2 separate regions of the Mus musculus genome follow, and region 1 is linked to region 2. The links are chromatin contacts, called in public Hi-C maps. All regions are on one chromosome and are shown on one strand. The core of a region is the stretch at or near the end of the contact, and the rest is flanking DNA. Distances in the headings are between cores, read along the strand shown.

Region 1 (4,918 bases), core at 2,400-4,899, 310 kb after region 2:
CTCAAGTACTCATATCACAGGGCCCACCATCACGCCTGTATGGTGATGGCTCCTTTGGTAAAGTGGCTGCCACAGAAGCACAAGTACTAAGTTCAGATCCCCAGCATCTATATAAAATCTGGGTGCAAGGACACGCATGTATGGCCCCAGCACTGAGGACAGGAGGACAGAGCTCATTGGCCAACAACCCTAGCCAAATAAATATGTCTCAGTTTCAGAGAGAAATCCTCTTTCAAAAATGAAATAGAGATCTGATGTAGGCCTTTACCTCCAGACACACACACACATGTACACACACACATACACACATAAACATGTACATATATCATACACACATAATAATTCATACAATAAACTAATGAAAATGTAGTAAAAGATAGGAATATGAACATGTAATGCTTTTAAAATGGAAATTCAGATTTGACTTTTGAGGGGGGTATTCATTAAGCCCCAACTTATTTAATATAAATTCAAAACTAACTGCTAAATACCAGTTCATAGGTTCAGAGGAAGCATGCTCAAGTCGAGCTAAGATATGTTAGCCATGCTCCTACATCAAAATTGGTTCTCTCTTCTGCCCTTCGAGGCTCTCCACTGCTTGCTAAGCAAAGCCTCTGGTGGGAAACAAAATGAATGCTGTGAATTAAGGAAACAGTAGCTCTGGAAGGAACTAGGCTACTGAACCACTGCCTAGTTTATCTATCACACGTTTCTTTGCAGTGTGCTTGCAATCTAAAAGGCCCAGCTATAAAATGATCACTTATAAATATAGTATTTATTATATTATAATATAGCATAGAGCTAGAAATATTTTTGAATACAATCATATTTCCTATGTTAAAAAATTAGAGCAATTACTTTTGTGCCCCTGTGTACTTGTTGATGTGTGGGTGTGCACGTGTAGAGGCAGAGGCTGACAGTGTGTCTTTTGCACTCACTCTCCCCTTTATCAGGTGAGACAGAGCTTCTCACTGAATCTTTAGCTCGCCAATTAGCTAACGTGGCTAGTCTGGAGCCCCGGGAGCCTCCTTCCACCTCCCCAGCAGGGGGGTTGTAGGCCCACATTACCCTGTCAGGCCTCTTACATGGGCTCTGAGGAGCAAACTCTGGTCCCTGTGAGTGTCCAGTGAGCACTGTACCCTCTGCACCTTCCTTCCAGCCTCTCTACTTCTAGTAATAGTATCGCAAGCATCAGCAGAACCTCACTATTCCAACACAACAGACACGAAAAGCAAAGACGAGCACTCCGGTGCTACAAAGGCATGTTTTAGAATTAACATAGCATTTAAATATTATACAATTATAGCAACACTTTAAAGGGACAGTTTGCTATGCTTACCTCAGCCTATATACATATTGCACTTTGACTGGCAAGATTAAAAGCAACTTTCTCCTCACAGTAAATACAAAGGCATTTCTTTCATACAGTCGTTGTACTTACTAATGCTCATATCAGTCAATGGTGTGTAGACTCTACAAAGTCAGGCCACAGGTTGAAGAACCCAGACCTCGTGCCCCATGAAAACCATAGATCCATGGAGTAAGTGTGGTGTGCCTGAGCAGGCATAACATTTATTTCTAATGCTCTCATCGAAGCTGTAGTTGATAACTGTCAGTAGCATGGATGCCTGGGCATTTGTGTAATAAATGCAAGTCCCAGGGTTTAATTCCCAGCAACACACACACACACACACACACACAAAATGAATGCAGATGACTTTTAGAGCTTTTGTTAAATAAACTAAAATGCCAATTATTATTATACAGCCTCAACTAAATGTGTTACAGCAGTGAACAGCCATGCTATAAAAATGACTCGTCACAACAGACTATGGAATATAAAAACCACTCCCTCTCTCCCTCCCTTCCTCCCAACATCCCTTTGTTAAATTCAACACAAGGGAAGGATTTTCACTCACAAGTATGTGTTGAACCAAGCACCAAGTACTTTTTTTGGTAAGTCCTTTAGAAGAAAAGAAAATGGATCTTAGAGTTTAAATAAGACAAAATTAACTAAACCAGTTTGAAAGTAAAAGGCCTACTGTATTTCAGAATTTTAAAATGAAGCACTTCCCAGTGACTTCCTTGAGAATTTGGGCTGCCTTGTGAGCAAATGTGGGGCACCAGATGGTAGAAGACTTGGGTGACAGTCTGGTAAAATATAGGGCGTCAGTGGAGAAGGGGAGAAAGCCACCCTATTAGGAGTTTTACTTCCTTCAAGGAATAAAGCTAGCTCTCCCAGGGGGCCTAGATACACTCACGTTAATAACTGCAGTTCTTTTAAATGTAGGACTGTTTATTTACACACACTTTCAATCTGGAGGGTTGTTTCAAGAAAAGTGATTTTGTGATGGCCTGATTTTAGAATTTTAGCCAGAGCCACAAAATGCCAAAATTTCAGAACTATCATCATCACAAGGATTGATCATCTCTCATGCCCAACTCCTCAGCCTTCTCTCTGGCCCAAAATAGAAAGGAGTCTGTTTGGGGCTCCGTCAAGAAAAGACAATATGAAAATAGTGACTCATATTGATGTCAAGCATATTTTCGGATTCAAAATAAGGATGCTGTGCTCTAACAAAGGCATTCTGAAAGAGTAAGGTGAAAATGTTCAAAACAGAGAGAAGCCCTTTGAAGCTGGGAATGACCTGTGAATTTTGGAATGTGTGGTGGACCTTTAAGTGTGCAGCCTTTGTCCTTGGCTTTATCTGTTAGGAGTTATTTTGTTCCAATTTCTCAGCATCCCGCTAAATCAAATGCATATGCCTGTAACACTGATAGACACCATCGCTTACCAAATTCAACCAGATGTTTCAAAAAAAGAAATTATTTGGTTTGGAACTGTACAAAAATAGACTCTCACCACCAGAGCCACTAAGCTGGAAAAGGTTATTTTTTTTTTAGGCATTTTTTAGAAATCACCAATAAAATAACCTAGGAAGCTGCCACGGGTTTTTATGTTTTCCTGTGCTAAAGTCTTACAATTGACACACTTACCTTATTACCTTTTTGCAACATCTTCCCAATTAAAGAAGAAATACACCAGAAAGATGTACTTTTCTGACACATTCAGAGTCCTGGGCAGAAATTACAGTGTGTTAACACCACACAGGCTTTCCCCATGTTCCAGAAAGGTGATTTTTAAAAACTAACTTAGAACCAACTTTTTTCAAATAAAACAGGCTAGTCTGTCTGATCAAGGGAAAGCTTCGTTTGATAAAAATATATTTCTCATATTTTGTATTTCCTCATATGTTCAGTAAGGAGGACCCACTGAGACCCTGACCCAGAAATCCTCCCCACAGAGCTAGAGAGGAAGAAAGCACTTTCCTTATTAAATAAACATTGTACCAAAATACGGCACAACTCAGGCAAACGCTAAGCTAACAGCTTGCAAAGTCAGAAAGCCATTTCTATGTCCTCTTTTAAGGACTCAGATAGATCCGACCCATCATGCACACATTTTCATGATAAAGCAACGGCTCGGCCTTAAGTAGCAGGGCCTCGCAGTAAGGTTTTAATCACACAGTACACCTGTTAATAGGACAACTGTCTGGTTTGGCTCGGAGTCTTTATTGCAAACACTGCCACACTTCTTTCTTCACGACAGGAAGTAGTTTGCAACTAGAAGCAAGGCCCTAGTGAAGTTAGCTACCTTTTCTCTCACCAGAACTGAAAAGCAGAGGGCCAGCTAGTCCCTTGATGGGCTCTGTTCAGTCTCAGAAAATGCTGAGAGTCACACGTGTACTGGAGAGAATGTTGTGACGGAGAGAACGGGGCCTCTTATTGAAACCCGTGTTTGGCCGTGTGACAGACACTTGGTGTGCAGCCGTACAGCTCCCCTACCCACTGATTAATAAGCGGTCTCTGTTTCTAGCTGCCTTTTTAGGGCTCATACACCTAGAAGAGCTCGACTTATCAAACAACAGCCTGCAGAACTTTGACTATGGCGTGTTAGAGGATTTGTACTTTCTGAAACTCCTGTGGCTCAGAGATAACCCTTGGAGGTGTGACTACAGCATCCACTACCTCTACTACTGGTTAAAGCACCACTACAACGTCCACTATAACGGTCTGGAATGCAAAACGCCGGAAGAATACAAAGGGTGGTCTGTGGGGAAATACGTACGGAGTTACTATGAAGAATGCCCCAAGGACAAGCTGCCAGCCTACCCTGAGACGTTTGACCAGGACACAGAAGATGATGAATGGCAGAAAATACACAGAGATCACCCAGCAAAGAAGCACAGAGTGAGAATCACCATTGTGGGGTAGTTAACTACCGAACCGTCCCAGCTAGACCCGGCTGCACAGCGCTGTGTGGGCGTGGGGAACCGCATGTTTACATTCGGATGAATTGTGGGTTTGGGGATTTAGCTCAGTGGTAGAGCGCTTGCCTAGCAAGCGCAAGGCCCTGGGTTCGGTCCTCAGCTCTGGAAAAAAAAAACAAAACATTTGGATGAATTGTGATACCTATTATGCAGGGTAATCAAGCTACAAGGAGGTTCCTCTGATTTGTTAGCAACAATTATTCGGCTGTGGCAAGTTTGATAATCTAGGGAAACCTGCCCGCCTGCGGATCAGACTCCCATGACAAGAGTACACAGTGGGCCAGAACTGCTGGTACATGTCCACAGCTCCAACACTAAAGCTGAGGCAGGAGGACCGTGGTGCCAACCTGGGCTACAAAGCCAGAAACAGTCTCAAAAGAACCCAACTATTCCACACTGGTGACATGAGGGAGTTGGATATTAATGATGGTATTAGAATTTCATAGTGCATATGTTTTTAGTGGCTTTTTGAAATAAAAGTTTAAAAAAAAAAACAAGGTTCATTTTTACATATAACTCCTTGTATAGTCTTTCAAAAATGATAAAAATGAAAAGTTACAATGGATTGTCACCCCTTTCTCCTGTCA
Region 2 (4,879 bases), core at 13-2,512:
TGGAGCAGGAGGAAGCTTAGCTATATCCTGAGACTTGAATGAGATAGCTGTGTGCTTGCAGCTCTCTTAGTGTTCAGCCTCGGGAATTTCAGTTGTCTGCCACCTGTGGGGATGCTCCCACATAACGCTCTTAGATGCTGCCTTTCGAACTTCTGTCCACAAAGACATTTGCTATTGCACTTTATATATGGTAGACATGATGCACACATTGCTGGGTTTCTCTGGAGAGCAAGCAGAAATGGGTCCCGAGATGCGAGTCACTGAAGATCCTAGGAAGACTGACATGTTAGCCCTGCTCTTTGTCCTGTACGGAGAGTAAAGGGGTCTCTCAGACTGGGCCTCCTTCCCAAGATGCTGATTAATCAACAGAGGTAGGACCAAAGCCAGTGTCTTTGAGACACTGATGGTGAGAGGCAGATGTTTATTGCTGGCAGTGGTTTGCAGATGAGCCATTACCACAGGCTCATTTTGCTCTGTTTCTGGATCAAATTCCTTAATGTAGCTGGTCCTTTTGTGTAATTGATAGTTGTGACTGGTTGTGTGTGGTGATTGCTTTATGGCATCTTCAGAGACAAAGGGAGGTGATTTTTGAAGAAGAGATGGGAATAATTTTCTTCCTTCCAAAGTGAAAAAGTTGAAACTCCCCTTTGTGCAGGGGGAAAATGATTCCTGGCCATTCCTCGGGTTTCTGATTGCTTCTTAAGCCAGACCCCCAAGGACTAGCTAAGCTTATAGATACTTTGTCCACAAAGACCTTTAGTATAATTTTAAAGGCTTATTTAATTCATGTGTATCTGTGTGTGCCTGTATGTTTGTATGTACAGTAGATGCATGCAGGTAGATGACCCCTTGGATTCCTGGGGCTGGAGCAATATCAAGTTGTCCCCTGTGGGGGCTGAACCCAGGTGTTCTGTAAGACAAGCAAGTTGCTGGGACATCTCTTTAGTCCTCATTTTCTGTATTTTTAAAAGAACACTGGGAGCTAGCCATGGTAGTGTGTACCTTGAATCCCCAGCACTCAGGAGGCAGAACTCTGAGCTTGAGGTCAACCTGGTCAACAAAGTGAGTTTCAGGCTAGCCAGGGCTACATAGAGAGAGCCTCAAAATAAACAAAAGGCTACACTTTTCCAGTAGCTGGTGAGTGTGTCTTAAGAAGTGTGGCTCTCATTTTGCATTGTCCTTTACGGGGACAGTATTTGGAGCTCTCTCAACTCCCCTTTAGTCAAGTGTCAGTTGAGTGCCCTGGCCACATCCCAAACCACGAGCTGCGGTGCTGGGCTGGGCTGATTGGGTGGGGATGCACACATTCTACTCTCTTTTCCTTCTCCGTCAAAGGTGCAGCATCTAACATTTTTTTAAAAAGTAAAATAAAAAAATAAACCCTGCTTTTATTCTCTGGGCCAATGAGCAGGTCGGCATTCACTTAGACTCTGGGGTTCCTCGCAGAAAGGCATTCTCTAACTCTCCTGTTTCTACCGACTCACAAGTCTGTACACATAGTCTTTATCGGCCTTCGCTGTCGTGGGCTGACTGCAGTCCCAGGACAGGCTCAGACCATGTTTTCAACTGCGAGCCATGGTCCACAAGGATCATCCCAGAAACCTGAAAAACTCAAAAGGCTTCAGACCACCCCCAAAACCGTTAAATCCAAGCAGATGGCGTGGTTTCTAACGGCTGCTGAGGCTGGCAAACACAAGCTGGGGGCCGCTGTCCAGCGCAGACAACAAAGGACTATTCATCTTCTCTCAGCTCTCCAAGGCTAAGCCAAAGCCACGGTCTGCATTCTGGCCTTGCAGCTTTGTTCACTCACCAAGCCTCCCATTGAACATACTGTCTTCATCCTTCTTTCTGTTCTACTTCCCTGGGCTCTGTGTTTTTCAGTCTCCCAAACAGGCCTTTCGATCTGCAGTCATCTCTGAATGTGGGCAGATTAAACATTGTGTTGCCAATCGTCTGCTGAGGTGTTTACCAACAGTAAGAGAACATGGAGGTTATAATAGATCAACAGACTCCAGAAATCCTCTCCGCTCAAATGGGAACATTTATGGGATCTTTGATTAACACTATTTCTTACTAAGTTTTAATTTTTGTTTTGTTTAAAATACAGATCTGTCTTCTGCTGTGTGACTTTTCTTGGATAGATATGGGCAAGTGTCTGGTCATTTCAGATGGGGCATCTAAAGAAATAATTCTATCCAAGTATAGCTTGGTGAACCAATGTGTTTATTGGACCACCTATAAGCACCTGGGTGAGAAGTTGCTTACAGGTGCATGGGCAATTCCCCAGGCAGCTGTGTCAATGGGGCTTTCTGGATGAGTCTTTTCTTTCTCAGCAACTGCTTAATTATGCATAATTATAATTAATTACACAACCCGGGAAGAGCTTCCCAGCCTTGCGTGGTCTAGTACAAGGTATATAATCAACGCCCCCAGGAATATTCTGTGCGCGCACACTCTATCTCACCCGGGCACGCTAGTGCCTGCCTTTGAAGGGTGCTCATGGGCCTGCTCACAACTTTTTCTGTTATTCTTGGTTGACTCAAGACTATGATAAAAAACAAACTTTAAAATTTCATTCATTCATTCATTCATTCATTCATTCATTCATTCATTCATATATGTGAGTTTGTCTGTGTGGGTGTGCAGATACACAAGGGCTTGTGGGAATCGATCTTCTCTCTCCACCCTGTGTGGCTCTGAGATAGAATTCAGGTCAGCAGGCTAACCTACTGAGCCATCTTACTGCCCTCCCCCAAGTGTTTTTAAATAAAGAGAAAGATTTTAAAAATAAGAAGGAGGAGGAGGAGGAGCAGGAGGAGGAGGAGGAGCAGCAGGAGGAGGAGGAGCAGGAGGAGGAGGAGGAGGAGCAGGAGGAGGAGGAGCAGGAGGAGGAGGAGGAGGAGAAGGAGGAGGAGGAGAAGGAGGAGGAGAAGGAGGAGGAGGAGGAAGAGAAGGAGGAGGAGGAGGAGCAGGAGGAGGAGGAGGAGGAGGAGGAAGAGTATTGGTCCTAAAAGCAAGATTGAGGTAAATCATTCCAAGGTGGATTGCTGTGGCAAAGCAGGCATGCCCATAGCCAAACTGACCACTAGATGGCACCACAACACCGACTAGTTTTCTGATTTGGGCACTTGGATTTCATGACCAGATGTAGGAAAATAGAAAGGCTGTGGAGAGAAGACTGCAGGATTGGCCCGATGATCATGATGTGGTGGCGACAACGAAGAATAAGAATAATTATTGTTTAAATTATTGCTATTATAAAAAAACAAACTAGGGAGAAGGACTAAGTAAGATAGGTTTACTATAAAGAAAGAAAAGATAAGGAGTGGGACCTGACCCCAGCCTTCTCACCTGCCCTGGAAATACATCTCAGTTATTAAGGATCCAAGACTTTTCCATCTCTGAGAGAAGGGGCCTTGCCTGTGTAGGCCTTTCTTTCAGGTTACTAAATAAAAGTGCACAATATCACAGAACTTAATTTATTGAGACTCCAAAATCTATGTCAAGCCATTGTTGTCCTTTCAACAATAGCACACCAGCCACATTCTGTTTACTATTAGAGCATTTGTATGTGTGTGATTGAAGTGGATTTTTAGTTCTCACTTATTTTTAACTTCCTTTTCCCCCCTCCTTTTAAATTTACCATTCAAAGAATTTCATACATGCATTGCCCTAGTTAAGTTTTGCACTGTGATCAATACTCTGGCTGAAAGCCACCTGGGAGAAAAGCATGCTGTTATAGCAGGCACAGTTGTAGTGAGCGTACAGTTATAGCAAACACACAGTTAAGGCCCATCATGATGGGTCATGGCAGGAACTCAAAGCAGGAACCTGGAGGCAGGAACTGAAGCAGAGGCTACGGAGGGACTGTATTTACTAGCAGGCTCCCCACCCCCACCCCCACCCCTGCTTTCTCAGCCTGCTTTCTTCTGGGCCCCCAGACTACCCGCCCAGAGACTGCAGCATTCACAGTAGCCTGGGCCCTCCCCCATGCCAATCCTCAATCAAGAAAATGCCCACAGGCTGCCAGTAGCCAGTGTGGTGAGGGCAGATTCTTAACTGAGGCTCCATCTTCTTAGATGACTCTCCCTTGGGTCACTTTGACAAAAACAAAAAACAAACAAACAAACAAAAACCAGAAAGTAACCAGGCTGTTCAAGGACACAACCTGATCAAAGCCACTCCCTCATCTCCACCTCCTCCCCATCCTCCCTCATCTCCACCTCCTCCCCATCCTCCCTCATCTCCACCTCCTCCCCATCCTCCCTCATCTCCACCTCCTCCCCATCCTCCCTCATCTCCACCTCCTCCCCATCCTCCCTCATCTCCACCTCCTCCCCATCCTCCCTCATCTCCTCCTCCTCCCCATCCTCCCTCATCTCTTCCTCCTCCCCATCCTCCCTCATCTCCACCTCCTCCCCATCCTCCCTCATCTCCTCCTCCTCCCCATCCTCCCTCATCTCCTCCTCCTCCCCATCCTCCCTCATCTCCACCTCCTCCCCATCCTCCCTCATCTCCACTTCCTCCCCATCCTCCCTCATCTCCTCCTCCTCCCCATCCTCCCTCATCTCCACCTCCTCCCCATCCTCCCTCATCTCCACCTCCTCCCCATCCTCCCTCATATCCACCTCCTCCCCATCCTCCCTCATCTCCTCCTCCCCATCCTCCCTCATCTCCACTTCCTCCCCATCCTCCCTCATCTCCTCCTCCTCCCCATCCTCCCTCATCTCCTCCTCCTCCCCATCCTCCCTCATCTCCACCTCCTCCCCATCCTCCCTCATCTCCACTTCCTCCCCATCCTCCCTCATCTCCTCCTCCTCCCCATCCTCCCTCATCTCCACCTCCTCCCCATCCTCCCTCCTCTCCACCTCCTCCCCAT

Evidence for each region. Hi-C and Micro-C count contacts between places; a contact is called where the count stands out from the background.
Region 1: a Hi-C map of the G1E-ER4 cell line shows a contact between it and region 2, with 2.5 times the contacts expected there. The contact joins two enhancer-like sites. A contact is called at or near these places in 1 of 39 promoter capture datasets (embryonic stem cells), 8 of 15 datasets of contacts at CTCF or cohesin (CD8 T cells, the NIH/3T3 cell line, embryonic stem cells and 3 more), 160 of 484 Hi-C or Micro-C datasets (the 63-12 cell line, the AML12 cell line, the AtT-20 cell line and 84 more), 15 of 115 datasets of contacts at active chromatin or transcription factors (the 230-238 cell line, CD4 single positive thymocytes, the HPC-7 cell line and 8 more) and 2 of 9 other capture datasets (adipose tissue and embryonic stem cells).

The regions. Positions count from the first base shown.
Region 1 is chr5:21,571,087-21,576,004 of GRCm38.p6, forward strand. The region is part of intron 9 of Fbxl13 (F-box and leucine-rich repeat protein 13); the gene reads right to left. Lrrc17 (leucine rich repeat containing 17) reads left to right here. Exons shown (of 4, transcript NM_028977.1): 4 at 3,878-4,825. The coding sequence ends at 4,275. Among named protein-coding and RNA genes, the nearest start is that of Lrrc17, 30 kb to the left of the region's middle. Within about 2 kb of position 3,650, at least 18 of the 459 cell types and tissues checked have an H3K27ac peak or open chromatin away from gene starts, as enhancers often do. A contact at or near this core is called in the G1E-ER4 cell line, Sertoli cells and cortical neurons, where this site is marked.
Region 2 is chr5:21,262,144-21,267,022 of GRCm38.p6, forward strand. The region is part of intron 19 of Gsap (gamma-secretase activating protein); the gene reads left to right. Among named protein-coding and RNA genes, the nearest start is that of Gsap, 78 kb to the left of the region's middle. Within about 2 kb of position 1,263, at least 65 of the 459 cell types and tissues checked have an H3K27ac peak or open chromatin away from gene starts, as enhancers often do. A contact at or near this core is called in the G1E-ER4 cell line, Sertoli cells and cortical neurons, where this site is marked.